Linked DNA regions of Mus musculus: region 1 is linked to region 2. Evidence: chromatin contacts called from public Hi-C data. All regions are on one chromosome and are shown on one strand. Each heading gives the region's core, a stretch centred on a gene start, on an enhancer-like site or on the middle of the called end of the contact. The rest is flanking DNA. Distances are from core to core; before and after follow the strand shown. Region 1 holds the start of Krtap5-5 (keratin associated protein 5-5). Region 2 holds the start of Mob2 (MOB kinase activator 2).

Evidence for each region. A called contact is a pair of places that touch in the nucleus more often than the background predicts.
Region 1: a Hi-C map of nephron progenitors shows a contact between it and region 2, with 2.1 times the contacts expected there. The contact joins the promoter of Krtap5-5 here to the promoter of Mob2 in region 2. A contact is called at or near these places in 2 of 39 promoter capture datasets (frontonasal cranial neural crest and stem cell-derived epiblast-like cells), 4 of 484 Hi-C or Micro-C datasets (cerebellum, embryonic stem cells, nephron progenitors and 1 more), 1 of 115 datasets of contacts at active chromatin or transcription factors (intestinal villus epithelium) and 1 of 9 other capture datasets (pancreatic islet).

What each region holds. Positions count from the first base shown.
Region 1 is chr7:142,226,486-142,232,141 of GRCm38.p6, forward strand. It overlaps Krtap5-5 (keratin associated protein 5-5), which reads right to left and starts at 3,486. Exons shown (of 1, transcript NM_001037822.1): 1 at 2,310-3,486. The coding sequence starts at 3,426. The coding sequence ends at 2,701. It overlaps Gm40460 (keratin-associated protein 5-2-like), which reads right to left. Exons shown (of 2, transcript XM_030243138.1): 2 at 2,671-2,699.
Region 2 is chr7:142,057,068-142,062,886 of GRCm38.p6, forward strand. Mob2 (MOB kinase activator 2) reads right to left here and starts at 3,967. Exons shown (of 5, transcript NM_028308.2): 1 at 3,918-3,967. The coding sequence starts at 3,934.

The sequences.
Region 1 (5,656 bases), core at 2,236-4,735, 170 kb after region 2:
GGATCCAGTGTGTCTGAAGACAGCTATGGTATACTAATATAAATAAAAACAAATAAATCTAAAAATGACAACAACAAAAAGGAATTTAGAGATGCGCCCAAATGGGGATGGTGTTCTATGCCTATAGTTCTGGGGCTCCAAAGATGGAGACAGAGGATTTCTTGAGTTCAAAGCCAATCTGCAATTCTGTCTTATAAAAACAAGAAACCAGGAGCTGGAGAGATGGATTAGTTAGTGGTTTAGAGCACTTGATACTCTTGCAGAGGACCTGTTTTCAATTTCCTGCATTACAAGGCTGCTTATAACCACGTGCAACTCCAGTTCCAGGGGATCCAGCACTCTCTTCTGACTTCTGCAGGTACACAGACATACATGCAGGCAAAACAGCCATAGGTAGGCATTAAATAAAATTACATTTAAATCAACCCCCAGTAGACTCAAAACAAAGAACGACAAGACCAAAAGAGAAATGAGCTTACCTAGAATATTTGGGTCAACCTTAAATCCCATCATAGCCTTACAAAATAGAAAGATAGAGACCCACAAAGGCAGAGGAAATATGACCAGGGAGGGAGGAAAACAGCTTAGAAGGCTGCAACCTCCAGTCTATGTGTGGTGGTCTGAATGAGAATGGCCTCCATATGGGCTGGTGAGATGGCTCAGTGGGTAAGAGCACCCGACTGCTCTTCCAAAGGTCCAGAGTTCAAATCCCAGCAACCACATGGTGGCTCACAACCATCTGTAACGAGATCTGACACCCTCTTCTGGTGTGTCTGAAGACAGCTACAGTGTACTTACATGTAATAAATAAATAAATTTTAAATTAAAAAAAAAAAAAAAAAAGAATGGCCTCCATAGGCTCATGTATTTGAATACTTGATCCACAGTTGGTCTGGGAAGGATTAGGATGTGTGGCCTTGTTGGAGGAGGTGTGCCACTGGAGGTGGGCTTTGAAGTTTCAAAAGCCCTCAACATTCCCAGTTAGGGCTTTTTCTTCCTGGCCATTGTCTCTGGTAGGCTCTCAGTTTCTGCCTGCGGTCTTACTCCCTGCCTTGACAGTCATAGACTCTAACCTGATGTAAGCTCCCAATGAACCTTTTCTTCAGTATGTTGCCTTGATCATGATGTCTTACCACAGCAATAGAATAGGAACTAAGACCCTAAGAATGTCAACATCCACCAGATGAAACACCCGTTCTCCCTCAGTCCAGAGATGGGGGCTCTCAGCTTTTGGCTGAGACCTTGGATTTAGACTCTGGCTTCCCACTTTCTGAGAAAATACATTTCCCCTATTTGAACCCATTCAGTTTCTATAATTTCTTATAGCCGTCCAGGGACCTTAGTTCTTGTAGTAAGAAATATACAAGTCTGGTGCTTGGAGGAGCTGAGTTGGTAGAGCATGTGCTTAGTGCGTGTGAGGCCCTGAACTCGAGGAAGAGAAACTAAAAGAGGGTGAGAAATTATGAGTATGAAACATTAGCTTTCTCATCTGGATGACATGTCTTCTATAAAACTCTCTGATTCTAAGCCCCCCAGTGTCTATCAGATACCCCCAGAGCAATGGGATGTGTCCTGTGCTACTGATCTGTGACTCACTCCTGGGTCACATGAGCTTCTACAGATGAGAAGTAGCCTATGCAACTGAAGAAAGAAATTGTTTTTTAGTTTCTTTGATCTTAACTCATGGTCGCAATAAGAGACCACAGGACATAGACATATGTCTTAGCATGCCTTACCCCACCCCCCCCCACCCCCGAGTAAGCCTAAGTGGATTCTTGGCAAACAAGGCAGGTTTGGATACTCTAAGGAAGGCTTCAGATCACACAGCTAAGTGCAGAAGCTCTGGCTACACCCATGAAAGAAGTATCAGCACCCCTTAGTGCAGTCCAGTTCTTGGTCACATGGCTGCCTTTCAATTGTTTCTGACTCAGTGACTAAAGACAAAACAAATAAAACCATGCACTATGTCATATCTGTTTCCAGATTCTTCAAAGATGCCCAACTCTGAAGGAGCTGCTGGGGACCTAGCCTTCCTGGCTCAGTCTGCTTCATATTGGATGTGATGGGGTTGGCTCTGGTGGGAGTTGGGGTGTGGGGGAAGATGGCAGAAGAGTGCACCATGGAATAACACAAGGAACCTCAGAGGACAAATTGGGTAAGGAGAAAATGGGAGAATTTACTAATCAGTTATGAGAACAAAGAACCACATAAGAAATATAGTGGGCAGAGAACGTTTATTGAAGGATGTTTGTATCAAAGGCACAGTGTGCTCACCCAGACAGAATAAGAAAGAATGGAAACCCAGGGGAGGTCACATAGAGATGGGCCTGGTAGGACCAATGCTTGATGAAAAGGAGTTCATAGCTCCCTGGGGCCCCAAGTTGTGGTGAACTCCATAGCCTGACACCTACCTGTGGTCTTGATGTAGCCTCCAGGTGAGGCCAGGTGCCAAGGAGGTCAGAGTCTTGCAGACTGGAGAGAAGGAAGTGGAGGAAGATCTGATCCACTGAGTGTGGAATGAAGAAAGAGCTTCCAGCAAGAGGAGTTTTTCTCCACCCCAGGACTCACCCCCTCAGTCTGGAGAAGCAGCTTCAAGACCAAAGAATAAAGACCCAGGAGAGAACCTCAGAGCTGCTGCTCTTATCCCTGTCTGGAGAGAGCTGGTCCACGGAATTAGTGGAGGAGTGTGACCTGTAAACCTCAGATCTTGCACTGGCAGCACACAGGAGCACAGCAGCTGGACTGGCAGCAGCAGGGCTTACAGCAGCTGGACTGGCAGCAGCAGGGCTTACAGCAGCTGGACTGGCAGCAGCAGGGCTTACAGCAGCTGGACTGGCAGCAGCAGGGCTTACAGCAGCTGGACTGGCAGCAGCAGGGCTTACAGCAGCTGGACTGGCAGCAGCAGGGCTTACAGCAGCTGGACTGGCAGCAGCATGGCTTACAGCAGCTGGACTGACAGCAAGAAGACCCACAGCCTGAAGAGCAACAGGGTTTGCAGCAGCTGGACTGACAACAACAGGGCTTGCAGCAGCTGGACTGGCAACAAGAAGACCCACAACCTGAAGAACAGCAGGGTTTGCAACAGCTGGACTGACAGCAGCAGGGCTTGCAGCAGCTGGACTGACAACAGCTGGGTTTACAACCCCCACAGGAGCCACAGCCCCCACAGGAGCCACAGCCTCCCTTGCATCCCCCACAGGAGCCACAGCTTCCCTTGCAGCCCCCACAGGAGCCACAGCCACCCTTGCAGCCCCCACAGCTGGAGCAGGAACAGGCTGGCACACAGCAGCACACAGGCTTGCAGCAGCACACAGGCTTGCAACAGCAGCTGGAGCCACAGCCCCCACAGCTGGAGCCACAGCCTCCTGAACAGCCACAGCCCCCACAGCTGGAGCCACAGCCTCCTGAGCAGCCACAGCAGGTCATGGTTCTGGTGTTTGGTTGAGGATGGAGTAGGTCAGAGGAGCAGGTGGAGAGGAAGTGTGCAGATGTGGAGCCTCCTGAGCCTGCTGGGCCTTTATATCCCTGCCCAGGTCAGGTGTGAAGTTACACGTGGTTTCCTCCATGTTGTTGTCTTCCCTATTTACTTGTTTGGCAATTTTCCCTTTGGTCTGTTGACACTCCATGCTTGGAATGTGTTTTTTTCTGACGTAATTTCCTATGGAATTTGTATTGAAGGAAAGCTCTTTTTTGCCTGGCTCATGTTGGAGAGCATGGCCTGGTTGGGACTCCGGCTCTTACACTCTTTTGTCTTTGAGCAGGTTTTATTGTCCCTTTGAGCAGTGGGCTCTTCTACAGAATAGAGCTACCAGAGTGTCCTATACGGTTATGAAGGCTTTGTGAGATAATTTCTGCCTTTTGCCTTCTTAAGCCTCTCACTCCCCAATCTCTCTGAAGAGGGATCCAGCCTTAGCTGGTCCTGTGTGTCTGGGACATGTTCAGACTATGGCTTCCCCTGCCAAGCTTCTGGCTGCTCTCAGATGCCCTTATCCAGAGCCATGTCATCATCTGCTGCTTCCCTTGGACACAGCAATGGTGGCAGGGGTTTCCATTGCAGGGAGATAGGATCTCTGTTTTCCTCTTCATGTTCCCAGGACAGTCTCTGTAGCTTATGACATTCCTAGCAGGAATAAAGATATTCTGAGAGAAATGTGTGCCTGTCTCTTCAATTATCAGACTATTAAGGTCTTCAAAGACCTTAAATTTTCCAGGGAGAAGAAAAGGGCTGAAGCCTGGTGCCAGTGAGAGAGGGAGCTTGTCTCCTAGAGACTTCCCTGAGTTCTGAGAACTTGTCAGACCACCTGGCAGGAGAGACTGGAACTGAGAGTGATGGGTCAGTGATGGGCAGGACCACATCCTGACCAGGACTCTTAGCTCTGTGCTCCTCCTGCCCTCTGTTTAAGCCTGAGCCTCATGTCTGAACCCTGAAGAGGAATTTGGGAGTCACTACACCTCTTTGTCCCTCTTCCCAGTGTGGCTGCACTGAATGAATAATTTTCTTTTCTCTGCCTTTCACTGTGACTTGTCTGTTAATTGGCTCATTGTGAGAGGGGCTGGGCATAGGTACTTATGGATACTGGGACCCAGGCTTGTACCCTAACAACTCTGACAACAATTCTGATGAGGTGGTGGTGTCAGAAACAAGCAAAAGAAACATATTCTAAGAACTACCATTTCATTTTCAGACGTCATTAATCAGAAAAAGAAATTAAATTCAAGATCCCAGGCCCTAGAGGAGCTGGGGACTTCCTTGTAGCAGAACAGCTTCTGCTGTAATCAGTTGTGCAAGCCCAGTCTCAGGGACAACTTATGAAGGAGACAGTTGTCTGATTCCAGATATCTCAAGGATAACTTCTCCATCTTGCTGGCAGGGTCAAACAAGTTCATGTTCCCAGGCCTAGGAATGGATACCTATCCCACTCCTCCAAATATATTCTTAATTGTCTGCTAACCAGTAAGAAATATAGAAATTGCTGCTATCTAAACCAAAGTGCATACGTTATAAAAATATATAACCAATTGCCTGTTATATCCTAATTAACCACATGCAGCTGACCCTTTCCTTTCACTTTTCCTTATCACTTTGAACTCTGGACCAAATGTCTAGGTTGTAGAACTAAGGACCTAGTCCTGGGGCTACTTGTATTTTGATGTTAATTCCAGTCTCCTGGGAGGGGTTTCAAACAAGGAATGAGTCAGTAATCAGATGACTTCCTGTGAACCTTCACCCCACCTTAATTTGTTAAATAAAGGCTAGAGCCTGTGTTTGGGCAAGAGTAGGGAAGGTGGAGCTGAAAGTTTGGGAGAGAAGGGGGGTGAGGGGGAGAGAGAGGAAGACAGGAGAGGAGGTGGAAGGAAAATGGAGCAGAAGCACGTGGCCTGGAGAAACTTCAAGTTATAAGGGATCTCATAGCTGGGAAATATAGTAGTGTAGTGATAGATCTGCCCAGTCTAGGCGTGCAGCTTATATTCATATCAAGTGAGTTGTGTTGTCTTTTCCCAGACTTATTTGGGTTGGAGATTTACTGCAACAGACCTTGAAGCTAGGTACCCTAGATCGGCCCAGTCTTCAACGGGTACTCCCTTGCTTAACCCATAATATCAAAATACAATTGCATAACACTGCATCTCTCCCCAGCTCCCCACTTGCTTTGTG
Region 2 (5,819 bases), core at 2,717-5,216:
GCAAGCACACTCTCAACTGTCATATGACAAGCAACAATGATAGCAAGTTCTGGAGGCAGCTTGGGAAGATGCCTTGCTGAGCAGGTACAGAGTATGGTAGCACCAGCCAACAGCTAGACTAAGGACCCGCTAAGGATATTAACCACTAGCCTCACACTATGCTCAGGCACACCTTTATAGGAAAACACAGGAGTACCACCCAACTGTCCCCAGTCAACAGGACTCTTGTGCAATACAACACTGGCCTCACCCTGCTCACTGCTGGCCAGCTTGGCAATGCTTGCATGAACTCCTAGGGGATACTCTAAGCAAACAAGAGAAATGAAGTGTTGTTCAGAGTGTCCTGAAGTACACAGCATTCATGACCACTACTTTTTAAAAAGGGAGTGGGAACACAAGAGACCCAAAGCACACACCTTTGCAAACCCAACCCAGATGTTCACCTGGGCAGCCTCTCATGGAAAGAGGCTATTCATGAGGTTATTCCTAGAATCACATCTTCCAGAGGAGCCATCCACTGGAGAGCCTGGCTGCAAGGGATGGGACCTTCATCGTGCCTCTAGGCCTCTTGCAGGTACCTCTCCACTTACTGTACCACAATCCTTTAAGAAGGTCCCTATGCTCTACTTCATATCCCTCCCTCACTCACTCACTCACTCCCTCCCTTCCTCAGATCTCTGATCCTTCCACTGTGCTTGTCCTGTCCTCCTCTGCCAGCCTTAGCCCTCAAAGCACTGACCTTGGAGTCTTCAGAAGCCTTGCCCTCGGCATAGGTGGGCTCAGAATCCTTGGCTGGGAAGTAGTACAATTCAGTTTTAAAAGACTGGGTTACAGCATCATCAGTCATGCCTGCAAATTTTCCACAACCACCTCTACCCAAAGGTAAAGGGAGAAACAGAATATGCAGGCCTCTTCACAATGTCCAGTGGAGTAACAAACGGACGTCATTGCCGACACCTACCACTGAATCCATCACACACCAGATCTCATGACTCCATTTACACATAATAATGGAATAAAACAGATTGGTGCTGCCTCTCGCAGAGGTGGGCATCTGCAGCAACCAGAGGGCTCTCCAAAGAGTAATGTTAATGTTCCATTGAGCTGAGAAGATGGCTCCATGGTAAGGTGCTTGCCCAACATACTTAAGGCCCTGGGTTCCACCCATAGGAACACACACATACACTTTAAAGTAAATTAAATCATGGTCAAAGAAACAAGTCTATAATTTTATTAAAAATTACCTAATCATATACTTAAAACAAGCAAACTTAGTGGTATGTAAATGATACCACATGAGGCTGTTCAAATAAAACCTACAGACTCTTACCAGTCAGGTGTCAGTCACCAGATATACTTTCCCAGAAGATAAAACCTTTCACCCCTATGCCAACCTTGCAAACACCTACACTCAACTGCTCAGAGTACAGGACTGCTAAAGGCTGCCCCAGACAGGCTGGAAGGCCTGAGGCCATTTAGCTTTATCTGTTAGCTGAGCAAGAGTAGACCTTCAAATATACACTGTATCAAATGGCCTACACCAGGTTTCATCTCTTTCTACCTGTACTGGAGAGATCTAAAGGCTTCATAAGAGTCAGGTGCACCCGGAAAGGGAGCCTCAGTAGCAGGCTGGAGAGAGACTACTGGAGAGGGAAGAGGTTCAGTTAAGGTGGCCAGGCAGGAGGGAAAACTCACTATCATCAGTGGGAAGAGGAGAAAATATGTTCTTTTGACTCCAAGGGGCTTCTGGACTGTGCTTTCTGCTAGATAAAATTCAAACTACACTCAGACCTCCTGGTTAAATGCTTACCCCAGAAAAGATTCAAGTGTTGCCTAAAGTATCCCATAACATGTTGGGGTTCTCTCTTCCAAATCCTGAGCAGCTTCCCCTGGGTGTTACCCTGCACGTGGTTGTCCATAACAGAACAAACACCCACTACACAAAAATTGTAACCCTTTCTAATAAAGAATGAAGGGAGCCTGACTATATATACTGCTTAACAAGCTCAAAGCTTCTCCAAGCAGAGGAAACCTACAGGACAAGAGGTGGCTAAGAGCCACACCTACAACATTCTCCAGAAAAGTCCCAGCAGGTTTACCATCAAGTCCCAACGTGCCAAATTCTGCTCTGGTTATCCAAAGCATGCTTCCCTGCAGGGCCTCCCTTCCTCCTGAGCAGCTGGAACACAAAAGATAAGGCTGTGAGATGCTCAAAGTCCCAGCGTGATCCTCACCCAACTAAGAGAAAGATGTAGCTTTCCACTTAAACTTCTGTAGACCTCCCTGTTGGCTCTAACAATTTCTGTAAGAGACCTCTACTCTTGCACCCATACTTGGGTTCACCCAACATGAAGTAATTAACAAAACCTTTACTTTAACATAAGCAAGCAAACAAACAAACCTTGAAACATTCCAAACCCCTCATTGATATCGGATGGTCTGAATTAAGAAAAAGACCAAGACCAAGACACAATAAAAGATGATACATTTGTCCTATTCTTCCAGACAGAAAAACTACTTAAATGGTTAATTACAGAGAGAGTTTCAGCCCTGAGCAAACAGTGGGTACTCTGAAGCAAAAAATGGCTTCACTCCCGACTACTTTGTCAGCTCTCACCAGGGATCAGAAGACAAAGTGGAGTAGATGGGGGGGGGGGGGCGCGGGGGGATGTCCTCTGAAGGCTCACTCTGCAACTTCCATTCTTCCTACTTTTATAGTAATACTATGAAAGAGGGACAGAGGAGTTTAACGACTGGCTTCTGGTCAGCCTCCAAGCAAAAAGCACCTGGATGGGTATGAGCCTGGAAAAATTACACATACAGCAGTGGTCAGCTTCCTCAGTCACCAAGCTGACAGATCTAGTTCACTTGCAGTGAAACCATACCTTGGCCAAGTTATAGTCAAGTGCTGGCCCTCTCCACAAGTGCACAAAGGAAGAATGGTCTGGAATAGGCTGGTTTCAAATATGTGTCCTATGCTTAAAACCCCTGGGCTTCAGAGACCTTGTTAAAGGCCAGGACATAACATCTGCCAAGCTTACCATATGCAAAACATGTGCTGGCCCTTACCTCAGTTAACCCTTCAGTAAACCTGTACTGCAGATTTCACAGCTTCCATCTGACAGACGATCCATTACAAAAAAGTCTAGAGAGGACCACATAGCTAGGAAGCAGATAGGAACCAGTGACAGGGCTTCCTCTTGAAGAAATAAGATGAGCCTCCGCCTAGTCCCCCGTGTCACCCACACTTAACGTCCTGAGTGGCACTATGTGGCTCCCGGCCTCCCTTAGTCTCTTGATTATCCCTGGGGCTGCTCACTTAGTCCGCTGTCTCCCTAGGTTGCAGCACTGGGAGGTCAAACAGCCTCAGACGTCCTGACAGTGCCACCACTACACTTTCCTCCGCCTTCCCCGCTTCTATCTCCAGAGTCCCGCGCAGCCCTCGTACTGCCGAAGCCGAAGGCCGGCTCTCTCTGTGGTCCAGCAGGATTATACGGACCCCACAGCAGGGCCGCGGACACCGCCACAGGGTCGAGAACCGAGCCGCCGGGAGAGCGCGCGCGGCTAGGAGCGCCCGCCTCTCACTCTCCTCAAAAGTAAATTGGAAGAAAGTCACTTGGGCGGAAGAACTTTCGCAGGCCCCGCGAAGACCGACGACCGACAGTGCCAGGTGCCCGACTCGCGGCCCGTCGATTCGCGGCGAGGGACCGCGGCCTCTCGGGACAGCGCCTCGGGGACCGGGCCTCTCTCCCGCCGGCCGGCCGGCCGGCCGCCTGCCCGGCCTCCCAGCACCCCGCAGCGGCTGGCCGTCCTTCCGTGCCCCGGCCCCTCCTGGAACCCGCTGCCCGCCGCCCTACGCTCCCTACGTTCGCCGCCGCCCCGCGCAGCGCCGCGCTACGCCGTCCTCCGCCACTCACCCCATGAGCCAGTCCATGGCTGCGCGGAGCCCGCGCCTCGCTCGGCCTCAGCCCCGCCGGCGGCCGGAAGTAAACACTCGATGGCTCCCGCCCGCTGCCGGACGTGACGCGCGCACGGCTTGCTGGGACGCGTAGTCCCAGCGGCCCCTGCGGCGATGTCCCGAGTACCTGTTCTGGAGTGTCAGGACCTTTCCCCATCGCCAACCTCGGGGCTTCGAGACCCAGGAGCATCCTGTATCTGAAGACCATCCAGAGTTTCTGGATCACCAGAGTGAGAATAACTTCAGAGGGCCCCAGAAACCCAGACGCCCGGAACTCCAGAGTGCCTCGGACTCGCAAACTGCCTGTCATTGCGCAGTGCCCTGGATCCTGGAGTATCACACCCCCGGTGTCTCTAGAGTGACCCCGGTGTTGCACACCTCTAGTGTTAGGACACTATAGAGTGCCTTGACCCCAGGAGTGAACCTTACCACCAGCGTGCCTGAATCTGTGGAATGCACAGACCCGTGGGAGTCTGAAGTTCCTGGGACCTGAGTATCCCTGACCCCAGTATCCCAGACCTGGGAGTATCCAGACCCCCCAGGCTGGAACATCGGAGTTCCTCTGCTCTGCAGGATGTGTTCCTTTCCTCTGCAGTGCCTCACCCCTTGCTGCTTACATCCCTCCTGATGTCCATCTTCCCACTGTTATCATCTTTTGCCCACACCTAGTGCCTCTGCCAGAACTGTTCTGACCACACTTGCCTCTTCTGTGTCCCTTAGCTTTGCTGGCCGTTCATTTGCATCCCAGCTGCCCGCCCCAGTGGACATGATTGTCCCCTTCAATCCCCATCTGTTCCCTTCCTCTATGTGCTGTACCCTCTGGCTCCTGGGTGAGCCTCTATTATCCAGGATACTTCTCTCCAGCGAGTAAGTCTCTTCATGATCCAGGGTATCTCTCCTATTGTCCGCTCTTTCCAGAGCCTGACCAGTACTAGGAACTCATTGAATACTTTTTGAAAGGCTGACTCTCTATTCTCTACACTGGAGAGATGCTTGCAGGAGCACACAGTTGAGCAGAAGGATCACAACAACCTAACTCACTAGTGTCTTCAATAGAGTGTCATGAATATCAGGCACCAGACAGATAACACCTTCAGGCCAACTGCCTGCTGTAATACAGCTGTCATATACTTGAAATGGGATTCACCTTCCCCAAAGAACCATTCCAGGATGCTGGGAAATGTCCAGTCCATTCCTTCTTTATAGCATGAACAGTCAGGCACTGGGAGTGGGTGGGGTTGCAGTTTTATCAGCAAAAAATACCTGAGATGAAACTGAAATAATAATGAAAGATCTGGAGAGGGAAAAGTCCCAAGTCAAGACCATATCAGGAGGAGAAAAATCAGGCCTGTGTTCTCCTCTGTTTCTATTCCTATGGATGCCCAGTCATACTGGATGACTTCCCCACACCATAATCACTTTGCTTTAGCCAGACGTCAGCTGATTACCTTGCAGTGTGGCCTTGTCCACTGCTTCCGAGGAGCATCAGTCATTGGTGAGCTAGTCTGCTTTTGACTGCCACCATCTGCCATCAGCTGCTGCACTAGATTGGGTGTCATGAGTTGTGCTAGTCTCTTCCAGTTTCTAATGTGGGACAGTTGAACGAGCTGTTTAATGGCCTGTGCCTCTATCTCTTTTCTTATATGTATTTAAAAAAAAAAGGTGTGTGTGAGTGTGTATGTGGGTATGAATGTAGGTGTGTATATGTACCATGTATGTTTGCTGCCTGCAGAAGCCAGAAGAGATCATCAAATTCCTGGAGCTAAAGTTACAAGTATTTGTGAACTACTCGGTGTGAGTCCTGGGACTTGAACTCCAGTCTTGTAGAAGAGCAGCAAGCACTGTTAAACTCTGGGCTTCT